Linked DNA regions of Mus musculus: region 2 is linked to region 1. Evidence: chromatin contacts called from public HiChIP or PLAC-seq data. All regions are on one chromosome and are shown on one strand. The core of a region is the stretch at or near the end of the contact, and the rest is flanking DNA. Distances in the headings are between cores, read along the strand shown.

What was found. HiChIP or PLAC-seq counts read pairs in DNA pulled down with a chosen protein or histone mark.
Region 2: an H3K27ac HiChIP or PLAC-seq map of microglia shows a contact between it and region 1, with 6 times the contacts expected there. The contact joins two enhancer-like sites. A contact is called at or near these places in 2 of 484 Hi-C or Micro-C datasets (beige adipocytes and myocytes), 2 of 115 datasets of contacts at active chromatin or transcription factors (embryonic stem cells and microglia) and 1 of 9 other capture datasets (embryonic stem cells).

What each region holds. Positions count from the first base shown.
Region 1 is chr3:21,482,638-21,486,223 of GRCm38.p6, reverse strand. The region is part of intron 1 of Gm31610 (a long non-coding RNA gene); the gene reads left to right. Among named protein-coding and RNA genes, the nearest start is that of Gm31610, 5.2 kb to the left of the region's middle. Within about 2 kb of position 2,028, at least 10 of the 459 cell types and tissues checked have an H3K27ac peak or open chromatin away from gene starts, as enhancers often do. A contact at or near this core is called in microglia, where this site is marked.
Region 2 is chr3:22,149,541-22,153,126 of GRCm38.p6, reverse strand. The region is part of intron 2 of Tbl1xr1 (transducin (beta)-like 1X-linked receptor 1); the gene reads right to left. Among named protein-coding and RNA genes, the nearest start is that of Tbl1xr1, 75 kb to the right of the region's middle. Within about 2 kb of position 1,781, at least 45 of the 459 cell types and tissues checked have an H3K27ac peak or open chromatin away from gene starts, as enhancers often do. A contact at or near this core is called in microglia, where this site is marked.

The sequences.
Region 1 (3,586 bases), core at 779-3,278:
TTCATTGTTGGTGCATCTTTTGATTTTACAGTCAAAATGTTACATGTTTTAAGGGTGTTTTAGGCATTGCTGGGAATCAAACCAAAATTTATAGGAAAACCTTTCTCTGTTTCATTTGTTTGTTTGTTTTTCTTTTTGTGAAACTCTTGTCAGCAACTCAAACAGCAGTTTTTAAAGCCAAACAATCTAATACAGTTCAATATAGTGATATGTTTATTTGAAAGCCAACAGTGAGAAAATATTAATGGTCTTGTTTTCTGGAATGGCAGATACAATTGGCTTCAAGTGAACAGTACACAACAGCGGCTAGTCTGAACCATGGGATTTGGGCAACTTTCACTGTTGTTGTGTGTTGTGTTGGGCATCCTGTGAGGTGAGCACCTTGTGTGCCCAGAACCAAGGCTTAAGTGAAGTCACAGGACATTGCATGGGTGACACTGGCAGACACACCTGGAAGTTTGAACACAGTTGATTTTGAACTAACTTCTGGTAGTGTGATTACAGATCCTTCACATATCTCAAATTCTTTGTGATCCCTCTGCATTGAATTACATGGCTCTACATGGGGTTGTGACTCACAGTTTAAGAAACTAGATCTACTTTGGGCCTGATGGTGCATATCTTTCATCTTAGCACTTGGGAGACAGAGGTAGGCAAATCTCTGAGTTTGAAATCAGCCTGGTCTACACAGTGAGTTCCAGGAAAACTAGAGCTACACAGTGAGACCCTGTCTCAAAAAAAAAAAAACCAAAAACTATGACAAAAAAAGAAACTAGGCCCTAGCAAACAGCTTAAAATTAGAGCAAGATGTGAAAGTAAATTGATAAAGAGAGCCGTGTCTTACCATGGAGGAGTAAGCCTTTCTTACTTGGACTCTGGCATGTACTGTAAGCCAACCCTTGAGGAGCCCATCTCCTCTTCTGTTGCTGAGTTTCTGGGAATGATATTCAGGGCCTTCTCCCTTTTCACCTCTACATCCCTCAGCTTCCAACTTATAAAACTTGTGGGTGAAGCTGGGGGAAGTCTGCCCTACAAATCCTTCTGAGATCTGTGGAGAACAAACAACTCCTAGCACAGAAAAGAATCCTCTTGGAGAATCTTGCATCTCATGAACCCTCAATGCCTCTGGTGCTTGCAGCCTCCACCCTGTCTTTTATGTAACTGGCTCTCCTCTAGCTTGTTTCAGTAGAGACAGCAGGTGGTAGGACCTCCTGGGGGTCAGAGATAACAAGTCCTAAAAAAACTCCATAAAAACCTCCTTTGGAGGACACTTGTAACTTTTTAGTGGCTTTAAGGACTATGTATTTGTTTCACCATTTATTGTTTTACTTGATAAGAGGCGTTTCAGACTAAATTAGCCTCCAGATCTGAAATGTGGATGAAGTCCTCTTCATTCTCCAATTTCTGCTTCCTTCACTGAAGGAAGCTTTGGATTTGTTTTAACTCTATAGCTCAGGTTGGCCTGAAACTTACTATGTAGCCCAGGTTGCCCTTGAACTCCCTAAGAAGCTGGCCTTAAGTTCAAGGTGGTCTTAAGTCCTTCAGCCCCTCAAATGTTGCCATTACACACATGAGCCACGGCCCAGCTCCTCATTACCCTAGATAAGTCCTGCATTGTTCCATGATCCCAGCCTTCTCTCACCGCAGACTGGGAAGCCCTGTGAAAATAGAAATACTGTTGAAGGATGCCATCCTTGTCCAAAGAAAAACAGTGCCTGAACTTAGTGCTATTTATTTCAAAAAATTGTTTGGGACAATTGTCCCTGAGTTGCCTTAGAATAGACACAAACAAGCACAGACTCAAGACATGTTTTCAGCCGACCTCTGAGCCTATCTATTTTAAACAGGTTGAAATTTTGCAAAAGCCATGTTCTTGTTCCAAGAACTCAGTTAGTGCTGAATGGTCTCCAGTTGGCTGGGTGGCCCACTCTTTTAATGGTGTTGAAGATACCAATAATAGATGTTCCTCTTCATGCAAACTGACTCATTTTGTCAGGTGCCAGACTGAAGTTTCACTTCCAGAAGAGCCAGCAAATGAGTCTGGCTATCTGGCAGCTGAGCTTGGTGGCAACTTCTGTCCTCTCTTTCAGACACTGGCCTGAAAAGTGGAGCACTGTGGAACATCCTTACAGTCTTCTGCGTTTTCACTTTATTTGTCCTCATAGCTATAGACATGGACCATGAGTGTGGTTTTTAACAGTGGTCTTTTCTGTCCTTACAAATATCAGAAGAGATGTGTGTTAGATTCCTTCTACAGATGACGGATCTGCAGTTCCAAGAACTCCAACTGGAAAAATGAAGATTTCAGAAATTATCTTCATTTCATTGTATTGTACAAGACATACATAATCAGAGCCCTACTGGAAACATTACCCTGAGTGTTCCTAAAATATAGCAATCCTGCCTCCCATCCATTTACCCCTGGCATGGCTTTAGTCTCAAGGGTGTGACAAATCATACTCTTCTCTGAAGGGCCTTGTTCAGCACTCATTGTCTAACTCACCCTCTATTCTTTTCCTTTTCACCTGAAGTGATAGACTGTACCACTGAGAGATGAGTGGACAAGACACAACTAACATCTGTCCTTAAGCCCCAGTAATTCCCAATCTACAAACTCTGGTAGATGAAGTCACGTGGTACTTGCCCAATGAGGTACATGGGATAAAGTCCGAATGTAAACATTTTTATTTTCAATGTTCAGCTACCTTTAATGACCCCCATCCCCCTTGAAGGGTAGGTGCAGGCAGCTAGGCATGTGTTGCCGCAGTAAGCCTCCAGGGGGTAAACCTTCCCTTTAAGCAGAACTTTCAGGAATTGGAGGAACTGCCGAAGGAAGGGAGAAATAGTGGAAGACCTAGATTCTAATTAACTTCTCATCTAATTAACTGTGCCACCGTTCCTCTGTGGATACGATGGAGACTCAAAGATAAAAGGGCTGAGCTGAGGATGGCAGTGGATCAGCAAGTTCACAGGATCACCTTCATTCCTGAGAGTTTTAAAGAGAAAAATAGTTATCACAGGAACATGATTTAGTATTTGTGAAAGGAAACTGTGGCCTTTGTTCAGGTCAGTTGGGTGTATTTGCTCTCCACAACAACAAAGAGTGTTCTCATAGATCTGTCCACCCTTTCTCATTATCAGCAAGACCCTGTTCTGAGGTGCTTGGTGCCTCACCACTGGGTGGGCAAAGAGGATCCAGGATCATCAGTACAGTGAGTGGTTTTCTTGGTTGTTTTCTATCATCACTAATGGCTGTTCCTTGCCCAAAACAGGGCTTCAGCCTGACTTTCGTTTCTTCCAGGTCTTTCAGTTTATGGATTCTGCAGCTGAGTGATTAGCTTATCCTTTTTCCCAATGTTTTCTTCCACCATAGTGAAATTCTGCTCCAGAGAGTCTACATTTTGAGATAGTGATACATTCTCTTGAAGTTCTCATTCTGGTGTATTTTCTTACTCTCCTCTTAACCTACACCCCCATGTTTTAAATTCTAGGACACAGAGCTGGTTCAGCCTGCAGTTCATTCTTTCACTTATGTCTCCTCCCATTCCTTCTCCTGGTATAGTTTTACATCCCACAAAATACCATT
Region 2 (3,586 bases), core at 532-3,031, 670 kb before region 1:
ACTTCACTAACAGGTTTTTTTTTCATCATGAAAATACTGGCAAAGGAGTTGTATTTTAAAAATAAAATGCTAAGTTTGTATCAGAAACACTGTATCACACACTTACATTGCTGCCCCAGAATCAACCACTTCCTGAACCCAATACTGTGGCTTCACTTCTGCTTTGTACTGAAAGCAAACAGGACTGACGTGGGGACCAGGGACATGCAGAAAGATGAAGGACATTAAAACTGGGGGGTTTTTTGTTTGTTTGTTTTGTTTTGTTTTGTTTTTTTGAGACAGGATTTTTCTGTGTAGTCCTGACTGTCCTGGAACTCACTTTATAGACCAGGCTGGCCTTGAACTCAGAAACCCGCCTGCCTCTGCCTCCTGGGATTAAAGGTGTGCGCCACAGTGGTGGCTTTAAACTAAGCACTTGGGAGGCAGAGGCAGGCGGGTTTCTGAGTTCGAGGCCAGCCTGGTCTACAGAGTGAGTTCCAGGACAGCCAGGGCTACACAGAGAAAACCCTGTCTCAAAAAAGAACCAAAAAACAAAAAAAAAACAAAGACAGAATATGAATGTCTATTCACATCATTTCAAAGACTGCAACATCAGCTTGAAAAGGCTCCCTTAGCCATGAAAATCTGATTGACATCAGTAATAATAAAACCACAAAGCAGTAGCACTGAAACAAATCCTACCTTCTAGAAACCTGGGGAACAAGTCAGTATTTAAAAACCAGTAAAGAAAGAAAAAACAAAGCAAAACAAAACATGCATGCCTCTCCTGTATAAGTCAGGACACAAGAGGCTTTCTTTATAGAAACATTAATGTTTGTGCACACTCATAGAATAATGAATTTGGCATCTAGGCCATGATCAGCAATGAGCATTCTCAACTGTTAGATGCTTCTTCAGGGATGTACTAGTGAAGTACTACTAGTAGTGAAGGACTGGTAAAGCCTTTCTAGGCTTCTATCTACATAATGAGGGGTGAGACCAAGATTAGATCAAACCCTTGGACCTAACTGTTGATTTACAGAAAATACAAGGAAAAGATGAGCGTTTCCCTAAAAAGATACAATTAACAAAGTTGAGTAGGGGAAACTCTACAGACAGTTAGAGAGGGATAATTAAGTAAACTGTGCACAGTAACTAGTCATCTTGTTGCCATTCTATAAAAAAACATAAGAATTTTCAAGAAACTTAAAAGCTATTAAAAAATGTCAACATCTCATACCTATGAGATAACCAACATTTGGATCACAGTATGGAAATTGTCAGAAAAGATAAACAAAAACACCTGCTTGCTACAAAAAGCCTGCTCAGAAATCCAAAAAGAACTTCTTAAAATCTGAAATCAAAATCTCACATAACTCTACCATGAATTAACCAAAACAGAAGCAATCCAAATGCCCACAAAGCAAGACACTAATCAAAGAAAAACATGCATAAGATGGTGTGTTCTTCAGCCTCTGAAAATAAGCAGGGAACAGCATAGGCGTTATGGTGCACATCTTTATTACCATCACTGAAGAGGAGACAAGACAGGTGGATGGATCTTGGTGCGTTCCAGGCCTGCCTGGTCTACATATCAAGCACCAGGCTAGCCAGGCTAAATGAGACCCTGTCTCAAAAAACAGACAAGGCAAATAAGATAGAGGAAATCGTGCTTTGGCTTCAACATGGATGGACTTCCAGACACCATATATAGAAACTAGAAGAGGACAATCAGGCGAGACAAGTATTGTTAGAACGCTGTTTCCAGAAAGGACCTAACCTATACCCAGAGAAAAGGAAATGACAGCGGTGCAGGTCTAGACAGACTTCTAAACGCTCAACCACTGCTGCATTAACAACAGTGAAGACAGCACCTGGTTTGTGGTTTCAAATGTGAATGCAATATGTACTTATATTCCTTCTCACATGAAAAAGTTAATGCCAGTTTAAAGCAGAAGAATGATATTGCAATTATGTAGGAGTATGCAACTTCTAATAGTGAAATATTTAGGAATAAAACTGATGTGTCAATGGCCACACTAATCAGGCAGCAGGGCACATCAGGGCAGAACTTATCAGAAAGAACATCTGTAAGAGGGGCTGTGGGTGGCAGAAGGAGCTATAGCTTTCCTCTCTAATACATGTTTGAAGCAAAAGAGTAAAAATCATCACATGACATGGTCACCAATGAATTCCAGAGAAAAATACAAAATAACTTGCACAGGAAAACTGCCAGTTCCAGTCATGTGAAGTGTATTTTAAGAAGTAAAGCAATATAAGCTCCATGTATGGTCCAGAGAAGGTGGCAAAGGGGTCACCAATCCCCAGTGTTTATATCAACAGTGCTCACTAGGACCAGGCCCTCTCACCAAACACCTGCACATGAAAGTTTCAGAGGAAACCGGGAAATAGTCTCTTCCTTATACTAGAAAGGACTGGCATGCAGGTACCCTGATAGATGAGTGACAAGCGGACAGGAAAAGCGAGTCCCTGGGGAAGGAGGCTTCATGCCCAGGGCAAGACAAGTTTACACACTCTTCCCAGCAGTGCTCGGCTGAAAAGTCACTAGTTTATTTCTGTGATTTTCTATTTAATATCTTCAGATCATTGTTGATGTAGCACAAGTAATAAACCTCAGCAATTATAAATGTGGGGTATGGAGGACTGCCGTTCACTCTACTATTTATTTATCCCCAAACACACAACAGCCAAATAGGAGGAATACAGTTAAAAGGCTCCAGTGGCTGGTAATGGCTGCTGGGGGTGGGATGTCCTTTCTCTTCAGAAGTGTAGCCACTCGAAAGCTGCCTCAACTCCAGCAAATAATCCTACACCCATTCACCAAAATAAACCATGATTAAGCCTATGGTGAATGCATCGGTGCACACACGCCTTCATGCCCAGCACTCAGGAGGCAGAGGCAGGCCGATCTCTCTGAATCTACCGCAACCTAAGCTAACAGGGAGACCCAATCTCAAAAAGAAGAAAAATAGGGGGTCCAGGTGGTACATTCATATGCTAGAGAGAAGGATTATTCCAGAGGGAGTGAGGGGGGAGGGGGTTAGAAGAAGAAAATGAAACAGATGTCACACAGATTGTCAAATAAATTTTTAATTGAAAAAAATTCTAAGACAGGGAGCAAAGGCACCCCAAACATACAATATTAAAGTAGGATAAAATCATTCTGAATTTTAGTTTGTGAAACCACTTAACCTATAGCACAAATAAATCTTGGGAATTTAATACAACACTACTATTGAATTACCACAAGTCACCAAATAGGAAATGTGGTGATTATTACATAACAGCTGAGATTTATTTATAATTCAAAGTCAAAGACTTCTAAACCTTTCTAAAGAGATAAAAGTGTCTTCCCCCCTAAAGTTAACAACTAAATAAAAATGTAAAATATTATACATTTAGCTGCATATTAACTAGTAACATCAAGATAAGCACAATGTCCCAAAACTCACTAAAATGATTAACAAAAGTAAAGGAATTATTACTATCAATATCAAATTTTTAACAAAAACAATTCTACTCACAAAATGTAGTTCATTTCACACAAAAGATCATATTTCCATCCTATTTTTGGCTGAGTGAGAAT